Linked DNA regions of Rattus norvegicus: region 1 is linked to region 2. Evidence: chromatin contacts called from public Hi-C data. All regions are on one chromosome and are shown on one strand. The core of a region is the stretch at or near the end of the contact, and the rest is flanking DNA. Distances in the headings are between cores, read along the strand shown.

What was found. A called contact is a pair of places that touch in the nucleus more often than the background predicts.
Region 1: a Hi-C map of mammary epithelial cells shows a contact between it and region 2, with 2.2 times the contacts expected there. The contact joins the promoter of Mycbp here to the enhancer-like site in region 2. A contact is called at or near these places in 2 of 12 Hi-C or Micro-C datasets (frontal cortex and mammary epithelial cells).

What each region holds. Positions count from the first base shown.
Region 1 is chr5:141,417,391-141,423,529 of GRCr8, reverse strand. Mycbp (Myc binding protein) reads right to left here and starts at 2,803. Exons shown (of 5, transcript NM_001271324.1): 1 at 2,718-2,803; 2 at 2,499-2,571. The coding sequence starts at 2,732.
Region 2 is chr5:141,129,408-141,135,071 of GRCr8, reverse strand. All of the region lies in intron 2 of Macf1 (microtubule-actin crosslinking factor 1), which reads left to right. Among named protein-coding and RNA genes, the nearest start is that of Macf1, 100 kb to the left of the region's middle. Within about 2 kb of position 4,106, at least 14 of the 93 cell types and tissues checked have an H3K27ac peak or open chromatin away from gene starts, as enhancers often do.

The DNA.
Region 1 (6,139 bases), core at 1,554-4,053, 290 kb before region 2:
AGAAGCTAAATTTACTGTTATTACAATATTGGGGAGGAGGTAGAAATCAGAGGACACAGTTCAGAGACCTATACCCTCTGCGAATCAAACTCAGGTCCACTTGGCTTGGCAGCAAGCACCTTCACCTGCTGAGCCTTCTGGCTAGCCCTTAGCAGCCTAGGTACTTAGAGCCTTTTAAAGTTTGCTACCCTGCTCAGAATAACTAAAATGCTATTCCATCCATTCACCTTCTTCCTGGATGCTTTTGTCTAGAAGGTTATACAATTTGGGTTTTGGTTTTGGGTTTGTTTGTTTTTTGTTGTTGTTGTTTTTGCTTGTTTGTTTGTTTTTTGGCTGGTTGGTTAAGTTTGGTTTTTTGTTTTTAAGATGTAGTTTTACTCTTTATCCAAGGCTGGTCACAGACTCAAGCAGTCCTCCTATTTCAACTGGTCAAGTGCAATTAGAAATGAAACAAGATGTCGACAGTCTTCTGCATATGCCTCAAACCTTTGAGACAAGGTCTCCCAGCCTGGAGCTTCCATCCTTTTGGCTAGGCTGGGAACACACACACACACAGACCGCCTGGTTTAGTACATGAGTGCCGGTATCTCGACTTTAGTCCCTGTAGTTGTATATCAGGTAGTCTTAACCTCTAAGCCATCTCTCTAGCCTAGCTCTCGTTTACTGTTTTAGAGAGAGACAGGTCTTGATATGCGCTCCAGGCAAGCAGTGAATGCCGATCGGCCTTCCCTCACTAGAGCACTAAAAACATGTCACCATGCCTGGCTTCTTACATTGTTTTGATGTTAAAAACAACTTTAAATCCTCTCTGAAATGTTGCTGATAGGAAGATGTAAACGTGTATAAAGCATCTATGTTTGACCCTTTAAAATTGGTTTCCATTCTCTTAAACAGCCTGCATTCAGTTATCTCCAGTTGCTGTCCATCTGCCTTGTACTGCTCTCGCCTGTCCACTCACCGCATCCATTTCTTTCCCCCTGCCCTCCCCACACAGATTATTTGGGATCAAAAGTGTATCAGTCTTTATCTCCAGAGGTTGAAATGTCTACTCATGAATAATGAGACATTTTGGGGATGAGATCCAAGCGGAAACTTGAACTTCACTTACATTCCATTCGGACCTCATCCACATAAGATGAACATGGTCTTGAACAAGTACATACTCCTAGGCTCCTGAATTATGACTGACATAATTTATGTAGTCAAGTATGGGATTTTCCACATCAATGCTCAGTAAGTTACAGATTTGGGAGCAATCCAGATTTCAAATTTTATACTTATCTATACTTTAAATTCTGTTCACGGTCTGCCCTCTGCTACTCCATGTAAAATGTCACACCTTTATCCTGGCTATGGTTTAAATTATATGTCAACCACTAGCTGGCACTGTGTTACAGTGTGTGTCCCTAACAAGCTCCCAAAAGCAGGGACATGTCTGTGGCTGTGCCCTTGGTACCCAGAACACAGGCTGGAATAAAATCATCACATCAAAGAAACATGAGGGGTTTTTACCAGAATTCCAAGCCATCTGTGACACTTCCGATGCCACAAAGTACAGTGGTCTCACAGAGCAGTTCCTTATATGTTGCTCACATCGACTTGCAAAACTACATAAGGAAATTAGTAGTAATTCTAACTTGTCAGTTCATCCATGTAAAAGAATTAAAAGCCCTGCTTTCTTCTAAGTCCTTCCAAATTTTCCCCTAGCTTTTGTTTCACTAAAAAGCAGATACAAAATTATTTCCCAGACACCTCCTATTCTCAAAAGGACCAAGGGTTCAATCCCTGCCAGCCATTCCATTCTATTCCCTTGGAAACACCAAGCAATGTTGAGTTCTTACTCAACATGTAGCAGGTATTCAATATACTGTTAAGGACAGTTTAGCTGTATTCTCTTTCCGGGAATCCTTGGGTTCAATCACCATACCCTCTAACCTTACTCCCAGAAAGGAAGGGATGCACTTTAAAAGTAATCTTCCATTGTTTTAAAGTAAAGAGTATAGCCATTTTTATGTGCTCTGAAGCACTTTTCAAATTGTAATTCCACTTTAATTATGATATCTACACAAAGTAGGAATTACTACAGGCTGAAAGAGTTGAAAAGCCACAGCCCAAACTGTCTGTGATACTCTCCAGCTTCGGGGACTAGAGCCACTTAATAACCCACTTTCAAATCCAGTAATTTTCTTAGTTGCCTTTGTCCAAAGGAAAAATTTGTAAAATCCCGCACACTATACGGCGGGAGCAATTGGGACCTCAAGGTCTCTTGCTAACGTGTCCACTGCGACTGCTCGAGGGAAAGCAACGGAAGTTGGAGAGACTTTGCAACAGCTGCAAGAGTTTCAGTCCCGGGCAGAGAGCGACCACGGGGGTGAGGCAAAGTCCCGCGGCCGGTGTGCGCTCAACCCATGGGACCCCAAGGCCTCGCTAGTCCCCGGGCGGGCCCCACCTGGTCAAGAGCGCGCGGACCTTGGCTGCAGCCGCCCGCCTCCGCTCACCTTTCGTCAGCGTGTCCAGCACCCCCGACTTCTCCAAGTACCTCCGGAACTGCTCGCGCTTCGAGTCGGCGGCCTGAGGAGACACGGCGGGTCAGGGACCGGAGCCCGGGGCCGGAGCAGGAAGACGGCGCGCCCCGCCGCCGGCCCCAAGCCCTGCACGCGCCCCAACTCCCACCCGGCGCCGCCCGCACGCCCCGAGCCACGCCGCGCCCCCCTCACTTTGTAATGGGCCATAGTGACAGCCACAGCGGCGTAGCTGGCGCCGGAGACACTGGCTGGCGGGCTCCAAGCCTCACTGCTCCTGCGCGGAACGGCGCGCGCGTCTGCGCACTGGGCAGGCACGGGCCGGGACCGCCGGGGTGTGGCCTGTTTTCATGGCGACCGGGACGCTGTGTATCCTTGTCTCCTCGGAGCCCAGAGAGACTGCGTGCGCCTGCCCTACGCGGTTCCGGGCAGTCTCGCATCTTCCTGTTCCGGTCGCCGCGGAGATTCGGTTGCCTAGCAAGAGGCGAGGTTTCGGTAAAGCCGAACGAACGTCCTGTGAGGCCCAGTATGGGTGTGTCCGGGAGTTAGATGCTTTAAGCGTAGCATCTCTCCACGTGGTAGTAGTCGCGCACTCCTTGTCTTTTAGGTCTTTGGTGGGGAACCGGTGTTTCAGTGTTTCTTGGCTCTCAGAAAAATACCCAGCACAGGAGAGGTGAAAGCAAAACAGGAAAAAGTTCAAGGTCACCCTGAGCTATATAAAGAGTTTGAATCTCTCTTGGACTCCATGTTCAGGGTGCTCATGTAAGCCCAGTACGGTTTGCAGATAGCAGCTGGCTGGGAGAAAATTTATCTCTACAGTAATGTTGGATTAGGTGAAAGACCTCTGAAGTCGTGATTCTTTTCCCTGCCTTTGTGTCATTAGTTTTCTTTTTGTTTTTTTTTTTTTTTTTTACCCCGTTGGTAGTTAACATTAAGTTCTTTTCCATATATTATGCATGTATTTATGTTGAAAATAATTATAGGTAGTACTAAGTATGTATGTCTCTCTAGTTCCTCCTTCGTTCAAAAATGCTTATCCCACTTTACCCATCCAGAAGCCACCCTACATGCAGAAGATGAATTTAAAATGTGGCTATGCTGCTGGGTTTGTTTGTTTTGTTTTGTTTACTGAGAACATTTCTGGGTGCAGAAGAGGGCCCTTTGGTGAATTTGTTGTTGTGCCTGCTACTTGGCTAGATATTGTTTTGATGTCTTTGAATAGAAGTCATTCTATTCACCGAGCGCTGGTGGCTTACGAATTTAGTCTCAGTGCGAGGAAAGGAGAGGCGGCTGAATCTCTTGAGTTCGAAGCCAGCCTGGTCCAAGATGACCAAGGCTACACAGAGAGACCCTGTCTCCAAAACAAAACAAAGAATTCATTGTGTTCTTGTTTCAATGTAAGGCCCTATCCTCACCTTTTTGGGGCAGGGTATTCATGCCTCGGTGCGGTTGGAGATCCAAGACTCACAGGACTTGCTCTCCTTCTGACTCAGTAATTGAATTACGATTGTCAGGCTTGGCGACAAGTGCCTTTACCTACCATCTTACTGGCCCCTAGCTGCATAGTTTTTAGACTGTTTAAGAAAAGCGAAACGATGGCTCTATATTGCACAAATAACGAAAATACTGTCTTTTCTCTTGGTCTTAAGAAAAAAATCATATTCGGTCATGAGAAGCCACAGAACTTAAACTCATGTGGAAAAAAACTGTCCAGTCATGAACCCAGCTTCAACCACCAACTGAAGAGAAAGTACAAAGCACAGTTCCTCTCGATGGGTGCTGCCTGCCTCCCTTTGATCTTGTCAGTAATGCCCTTCCTCCCTGGTCCAGTCGCTGGTCTCAGGCATTGCAGACTCATCCAGTTTTCTTAGTTGGGCTTTTTGGGATTTTTACATTTGTTTGTCTGGGGGGGAGGGGTTGTTTTGAGGCAGGGTCTCACCATGTGTGACCTCCTAACTCAATCCCAGGAAACTAAGTAAGGCATTGTTACCTTTTCATAGTGCTACCTCCTAATACTGCCAGTTGTAACCGGCTTAATTATGGCAAAGCATGGCTCCCCTTGACCTGGAGAGAGGCTACTCCACACTCCTGTACATAAGGAGCTGGATATGAGGTAACCAACAAAAGCTGCAACCGCATCGTATTAACTGCAGCAAGAGTTAGCTCCCTCTAAGTACGTGGTGATTCTTTGATAGAACCTCATGCTTACTACATAAAGGTGAGGACAAAAATAGAGTTGAATTAATGACTAGCGGACCCTACCATAGCCTGAGACCACCGCCATCTTTAAAATCAACAACTAGTGACCTGGCCAGTAGACAAGCCAGGTCAACAGCTGACAAGGGAAGACAGAGCTTCACCCTCCCCCATCCCCTCTGAGTGAGCAACAAATGAAGAGTCAGTGAATGTGAATGGTCGGTCACCTCCTTGGTTGGGAACAGAGAAACATGTATAGAGCAGGTAAGCTCTCCCCTGACTGAAGGTGATGCTCAGAGAATTAACTCTCAATAAAATTCCCTTGGTGTTTGTCCAGATTCTGCCTTACATCCTGGAAAAAGCCCCTACAGTGTAGCCCTGGATTTTTTTCTCCTTTCTTAGGACCTCCTATCGTGGAGCCAATCTAACCTTTTCCATAGTCCTCTCTTGGGCCCTCTCTGGAGATCTGGCTCTTGTCCCAACCTCTGCTTTCTTTAGTAAACTAAAATCCTTCTTTTTTTAAACTTTTACTCTTTAATAAGCTCTTAAAAAAAAAACAAAACTCATCTTAGGTAGACCAATGAGCTGACTCAGTGGATAAGGGCACTTGACTTGAAAGCCTGATCCCTGGAACTGTCATAGAGAGGAGATCAAAGTACTGCAAAGTACCATCTGACCTCCACATGTTCTCCCAGCACTCTCTCTCTCTCTCTCTCTCTCTCTCTCTCTCTCTCGCACACACACACACACACACACACACACACACACGTGCACAATAAATGTAACAGAAATATTTTAAAATAAAAGTGATTAGAAAACCTTCACTACTAAGAATGGCAACATGCGCCTTTAATCCTAGCATCTAGCATTCAGGAGTCAGAGGCAGGCAGATCTCTGCGAGTGAAAGGCCAGCCTGAGTCACATGCTGAGATTCTGTCTCAAACAGAACAAACCCTTCGCCCTTTATCAGCCATGAATGCCAAGTTTGCAGACAAGGACTCAGAGCCATTGACTCACTGGGTGCTTCCTGGGACTGTGAGCCTCTGGTTCCTGAGTTGAGCCCGCATGAGATGAGGAAATCTCCTTTGCTCTCCCTTTTTTCTTCTCCCCCATTTGCTGACAGATTGTAGCTTGCCTGCCGTATGGGTTTTCTTTCAAAATCTAATGGTCAAGCTTCCTTATAAATCTTAAATTCTTTTATCAACAAGACTAAGAACCTGCAAATGGGGGGTTGGGGATTTAGCTCAGTGGTAGAGCGCTTGCCTAGGAAGTGCAAGGCCCTGGGTTCGGTCCCCAGCTCCGAAAAAAAGAACCAAAAAAAAAAAAAAAAAAAGAACCTGCAAATGGGAATCCTGATACCCAGTAATATCTCTTGCTTAACTCTCTGGGATATAATCTGGACATCATACCAAGGACAACCC
Region 2 (5,664 bases), core at 2,857-5,356:
GGAGGGACTGCATCAGGTAACTGACAGAAGGGTGCTGACTCTCCTCCTTGCCAGCCGCACTTCTCCCTCCTTTCTCTGTGAAAGAAACAGATCATTACCAGAGCTTTAACCTGAAGTGCCAAAGGTCTCAGGGAGAAGTGCTCCCAAAGGTCTAGGGTAAGTTTAGCTTGGGAGCTCCCCAAAGGTGATCTTTGTGAGGAAGTCTTACAAGTCATCCTTTGCTTAACCAGGTCAGATGTGTCTGAGCAGAAAGAGTTTGGAGCCTCATACGTTCTTGTACCTGGAATCTCCACTGGAGAAGTGGAGCATTGACTGACCTGTACTGGAGAGCGCTCTGAAGCCCCAGTTAGCTAGGGCATTAATGATCTTTCCCTCCCTCCCTCCCTCCTTCCCTCCCTCCCTCCAAAAGATTCTATAGACTATAAGATAGATGCCAAACTTTTCGTTTAAGACTTTTATTAATCCAGCCCAACCTTGGTTGTAACTTTTTTTTTTTAAGTGAGGTCTCGTGGTGTATCCAAAGCTGTCCTGGAACTTCATTATAGCCCAGCCTCAGAGTCCTCTTTTGTGTGACTCTACCCGTGGTTCAAACCACATCCTTCCAGTAATAGGAATCAAGCCTGAGTCCTCAAGCATGTGAGCCAAACTTCCTCTACCCCGAGTGCCCTCCTCCATGGCTATATTTTTTAATTTAGAGAGATTTATTTTTATATTATGTCGTGAGTGTTTAGGCTGAAAGTATGCATGCATGTATGAATGTATGTCTATCATGTACATGTCTGTGCTGGTGGAGATCAGAAAGGGCATTGGGTCCCTTAGAACTAGAGCCACCATGTAGGTGTGGGTTACTGAGCCCAGGTCCTGTAGAAGGCTACCCGGAGTGCTGAGCCATCTCTCCCACACTCAGGGTGTTCTTTCAAACAGCCCAAGTGGGTCAACTCCTAAGTCCCATGCCTTGCCCCAGCTTCCTCGATTTGCCTTGGGAGCCTCTCCTGAGACTGCTTACCCGGGGTTTTCCTATTAACTTAGGTTGAAAGGCTTGTACAGCAGTTGCCTTGGCCTCCTGAGCCATCTCACTGGCTGGTGAGTTACTGTCTCTTTCTCTCCCATCTCCTGGCTCTTTGGTTGCTTTTTTGTGTGTTTTAAATTTAAGCTAATTTGCCTTGTTTTATTTCCACTGTTGCTTATTTTTCATGTAAATTCCTTCAGGTTGTTCAGGTTTGTTGCTGTCAGTAACCTTAGAATCCCCTTTAAAATGTTCAGTGTCAGGGTAAGACAGAAGGGTCACCTGGGCCGCATTACCACCCTCCCCCCACCTTCCGCCACCAGTTTAATGTTTTATGTTCTAGTGGTAGGCCTTAAGGAGCTGACTGGTGAGTAATTAACCAGGGGTTGGAGAGAGAACTAGTTTGGTGACGAGCTTCTGGAAGCACAAAGACCTGAGTCTGAGTTCTAGGATGCCTTCGTGTAAAAAGGCTGGCTGTAATAGGACACCTGTCTATAATCCCAGCACTGGTGAGGTAGAGACTGAAGTTCCTGAGACTCCTGCTCAACCTAGTCTGCTTGCAAGTCCTTGAGCGGTAAGCCAGAGAGCCTGTTTCCCATCAAGATTTTTCTCTGTCACACACATGCATCACACCACACAAAATAATACATGTAACATTTTTTTCTTTCAAAATCTGAGGATTTGTTTTTTTTTAAAACAATGCCAGGCATTGAACCCAAGACTGTGACTTGCACCTACTAGTTCTATCTAAAAGTAAATCTGTGACTCTTGGGCTGGAGAGATGTCACGTTGCATAAAAGCAGCGCTATTCTAGCTCAGGATAGCTGATTTGACTCCCAGTACTTATTTGCTGTACCTCCTCTCCAAGGGATCCAACATCTGTCCTCCGAGAGCTCCTGTACTCACATGCACACACCCAGTCACAGGCCCATACTGGTAATTAAAGGACAAAAACTCAAAAAGTATTTGTTCATTACTCTCCAGCTTATCACTTTTGTGGTGTTTTCATTTCTGTAGGCTGTGGTTTTTCTTTATTCCTACAGTCACTTTTCTAAAGTTTCCAGGAATGGACCAAAATTAGGAAGAAGCTGATTTTCTGTTTTCTCCTAGCACTCCATTCAGAAGCTTTATTCTAAAATACTTGTATATTCTTTTCTTTCCATTCTCTCTTCTCAATTAGATTTTCCTTTTGGAATGTCAGCTTTTGTTTCAGATGCTTGAAAATCCTCAATAATCTTCCAGGCCTAGCCTCACATGCAAAGATTTTTCTGACTTTTCCAACAGCCCACTGCTGTTGACTGAATTTCCTTCTTTAAGAAATCAAAAAAATGATTTATTCATTTTATTATATGTGTGTATGTATACCTGAGAATACCTGTGTGTATGTGCCATGTGTATTTGTGACAACAGAGGTCAGAAGAGGTCATTAGATACCCTGAAATTGAAGTTATAGGCAATTGTCAACCACTGTACTGAAGGTAGGAACCAAACTCTGGTCTTTTGCAAGAGCATTAAGTGCTCTTAACCCATGAGCCACCCTTTGAGCCCTTAACCAAGTTTCTAAAAGTTCCTTCCAAAGTTCTTGTAGTCTTGCCATTCTCAGGATAGCTCTCATACTGCTTTGAGTTAAAATAACATATACATGTTATTTCCCTCTGGATTGCCACTATAGGACTGTCTCTATAAGTGTCTTTTTTGTTACCAGTAATAGTTAACATAGTACCCAGGAAGTAAATATTTCATGGAACTGAAGAGCTTTTGAGCTAGAAAAGAATTTAAATATGTAAAGTGTTAACGTATCCTATTATCCAGTAACGGAAGCAGTGTGGTTGGATGTCATTAATAAGCTAGGTGTAGAACCAGAGCCATAAACTCACTCTTGAGTTCTCTATTTGCTAACTATATCCATCTGATCTGATGTATGTTTAATTAGATGTTCTGATTATTCCAAGATTAGCCGGAGAGTACTTTATGTTTAATTCTTACAGAAATTCTTTTGCATATTTTAGCTTTAGTACTTAGGTATACCTAAATTAGAATCCCTACCCTCACCCTATAACTGGGAGCTTGGTTATTTTGGGTTTTGTGTTTTAAAAAAAAAAAAGGCTGGATAATAGTATTATTGCAAGACACATGAGCACCTAAGACTCAAGAATTGTATCTGAGAGAAAAAGTGTGAGCATGTGTACTAAAAGGGCTAGATTTCAAGAAAACAAAAACCTGTGACATAACATATTTGAGATGATTAATTTTGTATATAATAATAAAGTGTAACTATTAAATCCTAGTTGAAAGCTTTTGCCTATTCATTAGAGACTACACTTATAGATGGTTGTGAGCCACCATGTGGGTGCTGGGAATTGAACTCAGGACCACTGAAAGAGCAGCTAGTCCTCTTAACCACTCAGCCATTTCTCCAGCCCCAGGAAGTGTTTTTGAAGTTAACTTGCAAAAGTTTCCCACCTGCCTGACAGCTCTTTGAGATTGTTGGAGTAAGCTCCATTATTTAATGTTTTAGGGAGTCAGAGCCCCAAATATATCAGTTGAAGAAAACTGAGCTTTAACTGTTGTCTAAATTGGAGCTGTTGAGTGTTAAGGTGCCATTTGCTCACTGATCAATAAAGGAAGATGCTGTTCTTTTTCTTAGCTTTCCTGTAGGCATTTGAGGGCGGCAGGTACACAAAGATTTTCCTTCCTCAGAGATGTCAGGACAGGGCCTTGCACTGTGATGGCAGACAGTGATAATGGGATTAGCTGGACAAAGCAGTTGCATGACCTAGAACCAGCCTCTAGGTTGGGTTGTTTTGCCTTGTGCCCATCGATTTTGGTTTTATGCAAATTAGAAGCTGTGGCCTCCGGTTTTCAGGGAAGGACTTGTTTTATTCATTGACATTTCACCTGTTTCTGCATTGCTACCAGCTGCCATTACAATGAATTCACAGCAGTTCTAAGAACTACAGTGTTTGAAAAGACTATTTACAGAACTGTCTCTGTCCTCAGGATTGGCTGTGTGTTTTCTTTAAAGCTTAAATTGCTGCCCAGTTTCCTTTTATGACTTGCTCAGTCCTGGGCAGGGGAGGAGGAACTGGGGGAAGCATTACTCACCAGGCATGCAGAGTATGCCCTGACTGCAGCAGGTCTTCTGAGCTCCACGGGAGTAGGGGGCGGGGTGGGGGGGGCGGTCAGGGGTCAGAGACAGTGCCTCTACATTCTGTCTGTTCTTCTCTCTGGGAGGACTCATCACAAAGACCAAACACTGGCTTCCAGTGAGGGCAGCTCATAGATTAGCCAGATTCTGGTGATGCTATTTATTTTCCATGAGAACACTGATCTGACTGGACCAGCATTGTTTCCTCCTATGTCATGGGTGTATATTTTGAGATAAGCTTGGGTTTGCATGATTGAGGTTCTATATCCATTTTACTAGAATAAATGCAACACAGGGTATCTTTGTCTTAGCTACACACTTTAGTCTTCTGTGTCTGTGTTTGTCCCAGGGTCACTGGGAGTTTCCGCTCCAGATGAGACTCACTAAGCCTACAGTAGACCAAGTTCCCCGTCCTTGCAGGTATCTTAGCGCAGGAATAACATGCATTTCATACACTCACATTGGAGCACAGCAAAAGCTGGGAACCTGTATCAAGAACTCTGCAGATTTAGTGAGTATTTGAAGAATATTTATTCCAGATGTTAGATGTTTCTATCTGTTTTGTTTAAGATAAATTTCTCCTTGGCTACTCAAGCTGGTCTCAAACTCCAGAACTCAAGTGAGCCTCCTACTTTTTTGCCTCCTACGTGCTGGGGTTACAGGTTTGTACTAACCATGCCCAGTCAGGTTCTTGGATCAAGAATGGAGCCAAAGCGGTGCTAAAATTACTTTTGTTTAATTTTAGTGTTTTTTTTTTTTGTTGTTGTTGTTTGTTTGTTTGTTTGATTCAGGAAGCTCTGGCTTCCCAGGTACTCACTAAGTAGCTGAGGCTGGCCTTGAACTCTTTATTCCCCTAATTTTACTTGGTAAATACTCACGTTAAAGGCACGTCACCACGCCTTGCCTTTAAAAGAAACTTTTTAAGAATTGAAGGAGCGCGGCACACACCTTTAATCCCAGCACTTCCTTCTTAAATTCCAGGCGGAGGCAGGTAGATCTCTGTGAGTTTGGGCCAGTCAGGTCTGCAGAGTTCCAGGACAGCCAAGGCTATTACTCAGAGAAAGAATGTCTCAAACAACAACAACAACACCCCAAACCCAATAAAAAGAAAAAGGAAACTGACCTTATAGTATCCAGGTACTTTACAACTGAAGCCATTTTTATGGCTTTGTTACTTTGTGTTTTCTTCTTTTTTTTTTGGTCTTTTTTTTTTCCCCCGGAGCTGGGGACCGAACCCAGTGCTCTACCACTGAGCTAAATCCCCAACCCCTGTGGTTTCTTCTTTTCTGACCCTTTATCCTCCCAGTGTCAACCCCTAACCCTAGATAGAGAAATGGGGATAGAGAGGAGAGAGGAACTAGGGAAATCTAATTTATTTACTTTTGTTTCTTCTTTGAGCACCGAAACCAACCCCCGCCCCTCTCCCACACCTAAACTACCACCAACCTCGCCTATTGGAACTCTACACTTTATATACCCTCTGAAAAGTTCCAGGAATTCCAAATATCAT